Regions from separate parts of the Aedes albopictus genome. Here region 2 is linked to region 1. Evidence: chromatin contacts called from public Hi-C data. All regions are on one chromosome and are shown on one strand. The core of a region is the stretch at or near the end of the contact, and the rest is flanking DNA. Distances in the headings are between cores, read along the strand shown. Region 1 holds the start of LOC115253638 (zinc finger protein kipf-like). Region 2 holds the start of LOC109621822 (zinc finger protein 600).

Evidence for each region. A called contact is a pair of places that touch in the nucleus more often than the background predicts.
Region 2: a Hi-C map of whole body shows a contact between it and region 1, with 7 times the contacts expected there. The contact joins the promoter of LOC109621822 here to the promoter of LOC115253638 in region 1. A contact is called at or near these places in 3 of 3 Hi-C or Micro-C datasets (embryo, whole body and whole pupa).

The regions. Positions count from the first base shown.
Region 1 is chr2:39,779,569-39,784,623 of AalbF5, forward strand. LOC115253638 (zinc finger protein kipf-like) reads right to left here and starts at 2,802. Exons shown (of 4, transcript XM_029868220.2): 1 at 2,647-2,802; 2 at 2,421-2,544; 3 at 1,122-1,804; 4 at 578-1,057. The coding sequence starts at 2,534. The coding sequence ends at 781. The region is part of intron 2 of LOC109622949 (hypermethylated in cancer 2 protein-like); the gene reads right to left. LOC109621831 (transcriptional repressor CTCF) reads left to right here and starts at 4,092. Exons shown (of 4, transcript XM_029871768.2): 1 at 4,092-4,238; 2 at 4,531-4,652; 3 at 4,982-5,055. The coding sequence starts at 4,539.
Region 2 is chr2:39,935,550-39,940,638 of AalbF5, forward strand. LOC109621822 (zinc finger protein 600) reads left to right here and starts at 2,910. Exons shown (of 8, transcript XM_029871130.2): 1 at 2,910-3,202; 2 at 3,269-3,594; 3 at 3,661-4,125; 4 at 4,186-4,395; 5 at 4,460-4,780; 6 at 4,842-5,021; 7 at 5,078-5,089. The coding sequence starts at 3,059. All of the region lies in intron 2 of LOC109622949 (hypermethylated in cancer 2 protein-like), which reads right to left. LOC109621823 (zinc finger protein Xfin) reads left to right here. Exons shown (of 8, transcript XM_020075987.3): 1 at 1-91; 2 at 152-477; 3 at 539-985; 4 at 1,048-1,248; 5 at 1,306-1,590; 6 at 1,653-1,832; 7 at 1,896-2,003; 8 at 2,072-2,620. The coding sequence ends at 2,165.

The DNA.
Region 1 (5,055 bases), core at 1,552-4,051:
ATTGCAGTTAAACCGTTTGCACCGACCGAACGTCTACTGTATATGATTTCTTGCCTAATTTGATGCTGTTTGAGCAAAAGTTTGGGTAACTGTGTTGTTGTATTATTTATTTCTTACAACTTCAACAACACAGTTACCCAAACTTTTGCTCAAACCGCATCAAATTAGGCAAGGAATCATATAACCCACGCTGTTTGCACTATTTCATTGCAGAAATGGAGAACTGATCATCTGATCATTGCAGTTAAACCGTTTGCACCGACCGAACGTCTACTGTATTTATATATTTGTTAAGAGAGCAACGATAGAAAAGTGAGTATAGTGAGACGTCTGTTTGTCTGCAGGGAGTGTATGTGACATGGTTGGTCCCCAACACAACTCTCTCTCAAGAACGAAGGGTTGTTTACCAGCGATCTTAAGGGTATCAAAAGCAGTGCTATGGTGGCGTCATTATCAAACTAAATTTTTGCTAGCGCTAAGATAACAACAAACGTTAAACATGTTGAATTTGGCTTACTATTTTTGCATACACAATTTGCTAGGGACTTGTGATAATTTCAATTTAAAAAACTATCTGTTAAATTGTGTTAAATATTAACACAATATTTAACTGTTAATATTGTGTTAAAAAACAAACAAGCCTTTAATCAGCTTCACAGTTCAATTTTTACAGGTCATTTTGTGAAAGAATCAATTTGCTCTTCTTCCTTCACTTGAACGCCAGTTGATTGGCTTCCTATCACAATTTTATAGTGATTCATCCTATGGCATACACTTTTATCACTTCGCTGATTTCGGTGTTTCTGACGTTTCCTGCTCTTCAAAATTCTCTGTATAAACAACAATTTCATAGGTTTCACTCTCATCCGATTCCGAATCCTGGTCAGCTTCAGCCGTATGCGGCAATACCTCGATACTGGAACTGCTTTCCTCATCCTCCATTATTTGCAGCAATTCCCATGTGTATTCCTCATTGTTGAAAGCATTTTCTTCGAGTTCTTTTATTTTTTTCTTCGTGCGCAGGGCACATACTTTCATATGGGTGCGCATACGTGCTCTGAAATATAAATACCGATTTTTGAGTAGAATTATATGGATTATTGATTTTCCAGCAAACTCACCCTCTGTCAAAGCATTTTTGACAGTATATACAAGCGTGGTTTTTTAATATGTGATACCTCCTGTGATCGAGTAATTGTTTCCTTGTTCCATATATCTTTTGACATATATCACACTGGAATTGTCCAGAGAAGTCCTTATGTTTGAGTCTATGGTATTGCCTGTGATTATATAGCTGTTTCCTGTTTGTGAACACTTTGGAACATTTGGTGCACTCTAAGGAGACTGATCTTTTTGATTCTTCTGTCGTTTGGTTGATAGGCTTTTCATGTTTAGCTGGGAGTACTTCTAGCATTTCTTCTAGAGTCGATTGGTTATTTGGTTTTACAGGCTTTTCATAGTCAGCTTGGAGTACATCTTGTAATTTTTCTAGAGTCGATTGGTTATTAGGTTCTTCAAGTTTATCTTGAAGTGCTTCTTGTACTTCTTCTATAAGCGATTGATTACTTGATTCTTCAGACTTAATTTGGTATACTTCTAGCATTTCTTCTATTGTAGATTGGTTGCTTGTAATCTCAACTGATTCTTGCACGTCCTCTTCTGTCGGTTGGTTGGCAGACTCTTCGAGTAATGTTTGGAGTACTTCTTGCACCTCCAGACAACGGATTCGGAACTCATGGAACTCGGCTAATCTTAGGTGGCAGATAGTACAAATTACTTGACTCATTTGATCGTTGGAATTTATCTGGAGAAAAGTGAATTTGAAAAAAGTTAGTTATTTAATAAACCGTCAGAAGAGGCAACACTGGACCGAAATTGCATCATTATTTACTTTGGAAGTCTTTACAACAATAGTTTAGCTGTTACTAAAGTTCAACGTGTCCAATAAACATTTTTTTATAGAATTTAAGACCACAATAGATTTAAACGCTTGAACATTCGTTTTTACGTTGAAGAAGTTTATCTGAAATAAGCCTAATTTCAGCTTTACTAGTGGATGGCATTGATCACACTAAAATTCGATCAAAATAGTTAAATATGAGTAAATATCACTTGCAAAATATTGAATATCTATGCACCAGAATTCTTTGTTATTCTCAACCGCTTCACGCAATTTAGCAATTTACAGCTCTCTCATCCACTTGGGTACACCCGTAATACATCAAACGTATTGAGCTAGTCTCTACAGGACCTTTTATAAAAACTATCATATGGAAAGGTTGCATCTTCTGCATCGAACGTTTAACAGTCATATCCTATTCACTTTTGATGACGATCAATGTTAGTTTTTCGAACGAAACATCTTTCTTGATTTTTGGCCCAAAGTTCCCCCGGACTGGCGATAATGTTTCATTTGTCACCTGTATCGAGAGGTAATCCAATATCCATTGATTGCAGCTTTTTTCCGCAAAAATACCGTCGAGAGTTTCTTCGCTCAAACATAGCCGGCAGAGGGTGTTTGATTCTTCATACATTTCGGTTGTACTACGGAAAATATTTAAAAAAGAAGAAGATCACTGTACCTGCAGTGCTCACATGATATTAAGTAAAGCGAGTTTATACTTCTCGGCTATAAATTGACCTTACCTGCTTATCTATCACTCGGGATCATCGAATTGGTAAAGTTTTACTATGTAACAACAAAAATTGTAAACGCATTGGATGCAGCAAAGGTGTTCTGTAAACTGGCACAAAGTTTGTTTTTGTTTATCCATGCAGATGAATGAACATCAACGGAGATCTCTTTGATAGGGTATATGTACCATTCCTTGGCCTAATTTGCAAGTCGCATTGACAATTTTGACCATAACTCATGAATTAATAGCACTAGAAATAATATGTTGACCCTATTACACACTCAAGGTAATGCATGTTTCCCCAATTGGAAGTAAACTAACGTAAATATTCAAGAATTTACTTTATTAAGTTGAAAAGACTCGATGCGATGGTATGCAACGTTGGTCTATGGTACAAAAATTGGCCTATTAGTGGATACAACGTTGGCCTATTGCTTTCCATGCACTAGAACCACTTATTTTCTCATTTTTTCAATATTTCTGCTGAAGTATTATCTCTGTTTGTTCACCAATCTTACTTGTACATTACATTTTTGGAGCCAAATTTTCAAAAAACTGTAAATAAATTACTTAAACTTAAGTTCTTTCTTAATTTATTAACGAAAACAACGCAACCCTATTATTGTGTTATAATTTTACAGTCATCGTACACAAAATCTTTCTTCCTGTTCGTTCTTTCTGGTTCTTACGCAAGCAATGTTATTGACGTCACTTTATCGGTGTTGTTGACGTCACTTTACTGATGGGCCAAGATTTGGGTACATAGTGAAAAAAATGTCCTCAATATTCGGCCCACATTCAACTTGTAAAATATTTATTATTCGTTGAAAACAAATATACAAGTTCAAAATAGCGTCTTTGACCGTCGCATCAAATGTTCAGTTATTGAAAAGTCAGTTCGAAATGTTCCAGAATCATGCCATTTATGATCATGTGTATAGACTACCCACTAAGCCGAAGAATCATGGCGTCTACAAAAGCTAAACAAAGTGAAATTTTCATTCATTTTTAATGCTCAAAAGTGCTAAAATGGAAACGAAATGTTACAGTTCTGGAGCTCGATTTGAATAGGTCGTATGTGCTTTTGTCGATATAAAATTCGATCAGTTTATTTTAGTCATTGTAGCAATATGGCAGATATTTTGCAAACTTTCAATGATGGAACAGAAAGCCTGTTTTGTGAGGATTCTGCTGTTTGTATCAACTTTGCTCAATTTCAACGGTTTTCGCTATTATAAGCGAATCCAACTGATCGAATTTTTAATCGACAAAAGCACATACGACCTATTCAAATCGAGCTCCAGAGTTGTTTGCCGTATAGCTTTTCCGATATCCAGTTATGCGTGTTTGTTTGAGTTTTTGGTTAATGTTGAGATAGGCCGAACGAGGGGGCTATGCCAACGAAGCATCCCGATACCCTACCTGTGGATCCTCGTGTGTGAATCCACGCGATGTTCATTCGTCTGCGTGGATGAACAAAAACAAATCTTATGCTAGTTTACAGAACTCTCTCCATTGTTTCCGCTCCGTTAAAAATATTAGTTTTTTAAAAATATAGTAGAATTTTAGAATTCGGTAATTCGCGTTTCAAAAATAAAGCAGGTGAGAAAAAATTACTGTCTAGCAATAAACTCACATAGTTAGTACTTAGCTAGCATAATTGTAGTGATCAATTTCTACTTCGGATTATTTTGAAAGGGTAATAAGGTAATAATATTTCCGGAAGAATTTTTGATTCTACCCTGATGAGAGGAGATAATGACTTTACGTTCTAGAGTAGCAATGAAAGCGTTAAACATTATTTGGGTTAACATATTAGCGAAATCGATCACTGCGGTTGTGAATAATTCAGATGAAAGAAAAGCAATAATTCTTAAATTTGTATTGTCCACAGGACCAAATATGTATGAAGAATCAAACTCTCTTTGTCGACTATGTTTGAGCGAAGAAACTCTCGACGGTAATTTTAGAGATGAAAACTGCTATCGCTGGATATCGGATTATCTTTCGATACAGGTGGGTATTCAAACATACAGTAGACGTTCGATAACTGCAACATGTTTACGTTTCACTTAGCGAACGAAAATCCGATAACTGCAACGCCTGACAGTGTCAACAAGCCGTCAATTGACGTAAAATGAACGAAAAATTCATTCGACTGTTCATTAGGGCTAACATGGCGCACGATTTTGACGTTTGGCGGTGCGATAACTGCAAATTTGTTGCACTTACCGGACTTGCAGTTAAAAAGCATTGCAGTTAAACCGTTTGCACCGACCGAACGTCTACTGTATTTCTATGAATCCCTCAAACAACTAACTTTTCTCGAACTCACCAATCTCCAGATAAACCTCAATGACCAAATGAGTAAAGTGATTTGTGCCATCTGCCATCTAAAACTGTCGGAGTTCCATGAGTT
Region 2 (5,089 bases), core at 1,660-4,159, 160 kb after region 1:
TTGCCGCCTGTGTCTGAGCGAAGGAGCACTAGGCGATGTATTCGACGAACAAGGACTGGATCAACTGATACTGGATTTGCTTTCGATAACGGTTATGACCTCTAGAGTTAAAGTCTGTGGTTATCATCTTGAACTTGGCCCATATTTTTAGGTGTACCTCGAAGATCCCATTAGCCAATCTGTATGCGGCGCCTGCCATACACGAATAATTGAATTCCATCAATTCCGGACCCGTTGCCAGGAAGTGCAAACTGTGCTTCAATCTTGGCTGCAGTCTACGATTCATCAAGAAGCGACCCAACTAGAACAAGCAAAAAGAAATCAATCATCTGAAATAGGTAATGCTAAAACCAATCCATTACAATGTGAAGTATGTCAGAAGTTGTTTAAAACGAGGAAGGTATTGCTCTGCCATAAGAAAATTCATCAACCTAGGAAGCACATATGCAAAATGTGTAGCAAACCTTTCGGAAGGCGGTAAGGATACTATAAAAGTTGCATCAAAGTTACAAGTAAATGACATATCTTTAAATTGTAGTCAACAATTGTTAAGACATATGAACCTAGTTCACCCAAAGGAACCGGAAACGAACGATGATACAATATCAGAATCGCGTGGAAAAATCGTTGCAGTGATCGAATCCTTAGAACAAGAGCAGGTTACGCAAAATGATGCACTTGCTTCGGAAACGTCAGATGCAATAGATCAAGAAGGAGTGGCTCAAGACTGTTACGAAGACGTGGAAGAACAGTTTGAAGAATCACTACAGAGTACGAAAGGCGGAGATACGAGCAAGACCTTTTGCGAAGCAACTTCTAGTCATCTGGCCAATGGAAAAGGGATAAATACCGAGAAAAACGAACTGCAATGTGATATATGTTTCAAGACATTCAAGCTAGGGAAAACCATGAGGGCGCACAAGAAGAGTGCCCATGGAATAAATGCACTCGTTTGTCCGATTTGTGAACGACCGTTTGCACAACGGTAAAAATTAACTTGTATTAGTATTCAAAGTTTTTGTAAAAAAAAAACTGTTTTTGTTTCAGAAATTTACTGCAAAGACACATAGAGAGTCATCAGTCTGTGGAAGAACGCATGCAACGTGTGAAAAACAATGCAAGACCATTCAAGTGTGATGTATGCGAAAAGGCATTTGCACGCAAAGGAAGGCTCGGGGAACACCAGAAAAAAGTGCATGGACCAAGGAACCATGAGTGCCATATTTGCAGCTTTCGATTCACTATGCGGTAAGAATCACTCAAATTATCTTTTTCGAATACATCAATTTGTATCGTAAATTGCAGAGATGATCTTGAGAAGCACATCAAGAGGCACGCTCGAGACCGTGACAGCAAAGAAGACTTTCGATTGTTGCATCAGATGCAACCGAAAGATGCAAATGTTGAAGGCCAGCCGAAAAGCATAAAAATCGCGAAAGACTGTGAACAAAATTTCGCAGCCGACCGAGCACAGTGCGGAAAATGCCAGAAGACATTCACATCCCATAAATCTCTGTGGCTGCACTACAAATTTACGCATAAGCCGAAAAAGATGAACTGTTCTATTTGCAGTGCAGTTTTCATAACGAAGTATGAACCTCATTGTCCTAATACCTTTGGACAACAGTAGTAAAAGCCTGCGTTTATTTCAGCAAGCACCTCGAGAAGCATATCTTAAGAAACCACAAGCAACAAGATGGCACCCTTCAACCCCTGAAGTGTCCGGTGTGCAGCAAGGTGTTTCTAACAAAAGGTCAGCTAAACCGGCATGCAATGAATCACGGACCGCGAAAACACTGCTGCTCTGTTTGTAATAAAACATTCATAACACCGTAAGTCGAGTATACTTCCTCTTGTACAATTGCATAGTTAGAACTAATTCTGCTTCTTTACAGGCAGAAACTGGAATCACATATGAGATGTCATGTAGATTCGAAAGACGATAGTATTTCTCAGGTTATTAAGAAGGGATCCGTAAGCAAATACTTATCAGTCTCTGAAAGGTAGCAAAATGTCTAAATAATACTCGCAATAGTCCATGGAAAATGCAATATTATCTTTTAAATTTCAGTGAACTTGTGGAATACAGCTCTGAATGTCAGTCAGATCTCAAAGAGCCCATCAGTCTATTCGAAGCAGAAGAGTTCAAAATTGAGCCAGAATAGGTTGCACAACTGATAAAGACTGAAAATTTTAAAGAAACAACAGCGATTCGAAACAACTAATGCAAATAAAAGAGGCTTTAAACCATTAGAAATACGATGGAGAAACCTTAAACCTCATTGAAAAATGTCTATTAGTTCTTTGTCGTGAGCGTATTTTATATTTAACTGACGGATGGCATTGCTAACCTACATTGGTGTCTCCATCAGCTTCCCTCCTCAATCATTGTTGGTGGCTCCATTACCGTCATCAACTATGCTAATCCTGTAATTACCATCTAACAAATTCTTATAATGGTTCTTCCCACCTTCTTCCATTGTATTGTTTTATCTAACACCACATTGCTTTTTATGATCCTTACACATGGTATGCACTGGCACAGGCTTGTGCTGCGCCCTACTGACAGTTGCATAAAACCTCCCCATGTCGTTTCTCTCCATGTATTCATGCACTTCAGTAATCATACTCGTTCCGATACATTTTTGGCACTAAAGCGGGAACATTTCTAAATATAATCATCACCGACTTATTCACCGATGAACTGAATTCACTCGGTCCGAGAATTTTGGTTTTGATACAAAGTTCTATTCTGATTGGAAGCGATCCCGCTCTAGTGTCAATGTTCTCGGATCAAGTGAATTCGGTGGATAAATCCAGGAAAAGAAAAAGTGGTTTTGACATTTGGTTCATCCAAGAGCTTCAACATGAGTTTATTCCAGTGTCTACCTAAAGCTAAAACCAGTTTGCCAAGCGGTGTAACATGACGTGCAGATGAACACTAATAGCCATCGTTTACCTAGTCCTGAAATTGTATAAACAAAGTTAAAATCTATTGGCCTGAAGTGTTAACTAAACTATTTATCGGTTGGTATACAATTGTCCAAGATTTAAAATCATGGATTCGCAAGCAATCAAAACTGAACCGGAAGAGTTCAGAAAGAACCCCTATCCAGTTTGCCGCCTTTGTCTGAGCGAAGGAGAACTTGCCGATGTATTCGATGAAGAAGGACTGGATCAATTGATGTTGGATTTACTTTCGGTAACGGTAATGACCTCTGGAGGTAAATTCTGCGACCATAGTCTTGATCTTGGCCCATACTTTTAGGTATACCTCGACGATCCCATTAGCCAATCTGTATGCATCGTCTGTCATACACGATTAATTGAATTCCATCAGTTCCGGATCCGTTGCCAGGAAGTGCAAACTGTGCTTCAATCCTGGCTACAGTCTACGATTCAGCAAGAGACGATCAATCTTGAACAAGCAAAAAGAAATCAATCATCTGAAATAAGCAATGCTGAAACCAATCCTCTACAATGTGAAGTATGTCAGAAGCTGTTCAAAACGAGAAAGGTATTGGTCTGCCATAAGAAAATTCATCAACCTAGGAAGCACATATGCAAAATGTGTAGCAAACCTTTCGGAAGGCGGTAAGGTTACAAAGTTACAACAATGTTACAAGTAAGTGACAAGTCGTAATAATCTTTTAATTATAGTCAACAGTTGTTAAGACATATGAAGCTAGTTCATTCGAAGGAACCGGAAACGACCGATGATACAATATTAGAGCCGCGTGGAGAAATCGTTGCAGTGATCGAATCCTCAGAACAGAAGCAGGATACGCAAAATGATGCACTTGCTCCGAAAACTTCAGTGAAGCTAGATTCAGATGCAACACATCAAGAAGGAGTGATTCAACAGTGTAATGAAGACGCAGAAGCTCGAAATTCGGAATCACTACTGGATACAAATGGCGGAGTTACGAGCGAGATTGATTACGAAGCAACTTCTTCCAGTCATGTGGCCGATGGAAAAGAGATAAACATCGTGAGGAACGAACTGCAATGTGATATATGCTCAAAGACCTTCAAGCTAGGGAAAACCATGAGGTGGCATAGGAAGAAAACCCATGGAATGAAGGAGTTTATTTGTCCGATTTGTGAACGCCCGTTTGCACTACAGTAAATATTTGCTTATTTAGTTTTGGAATTGTTATCAGAAAAAAGCCCTTTTTGTTTCAGGAATTCACTGCAAAGGCATATACTGACTCATCAGTCTGTTGAAGAACGCAAGCGACCTATCCCAGCTGTAAAAAATATGGCAAGACCATTCAAGTGTGATACATGCGAGAAGACATTCATAAGCAAAGGAAGGCTCTGGGGACACCAGAGAAAAGCGCATGGACCAAAGAATCATGAGTGCCACATTTGCAGCTTTCGATTCACTATGCGGTGAGAACTGCTCGAACTATTTCTTTTTCGAATGCTTTAATTTATATTGGGTTTTATTTTGCAGTAAAAAACTTGAAGAGCACATTAAGAGGCATTCTCGAGACCGTGACAGTAAGGAAGACTATCGTTCGTTGCATCAGATGCAACCGACTGAAGCTTTTTCAACCGTTAATGCACATCTTGAAGGCGAGCCGAAAAGTATAAAAATCGAGAACGAAGACGAACCAAATACCGCATCCTACCGAACGCCTGAAACTTCAATACTAAAGTGTGAAAAATGCCAGAAAACATACACATCCCAGCAATCTCTATGGCTCCACTACAAATTTGCCCACAAACCAAAAAAGTTGAAATGCTCTATTTGCAGTGGAGTTTTCGTATTGAAGTGAGAACCCTATTACCCTCATATTTTTGAACAGCATTGAAGGCCTGTTTATATATTTCAGAAAACGGCTGGAAAAGCATATCTTAACAAATCATAAACAAGAAGATGGCACCCTCCAGTCCCTGAACTGTTCGGTTTGTAGTAAAGTGTTCTCAACAAAAGGTCAGCTGAACCGTCATGTACTGATTCATGGACTGCGAAAACACTGTTGCTCGGTTTGCAACAAAACATTCACAAAACCGTAAGTTAAGTGCATTACACGACTGCATAGCTAGAACTTATTCTGTTACTTTACAGGCAGAGTTTGGA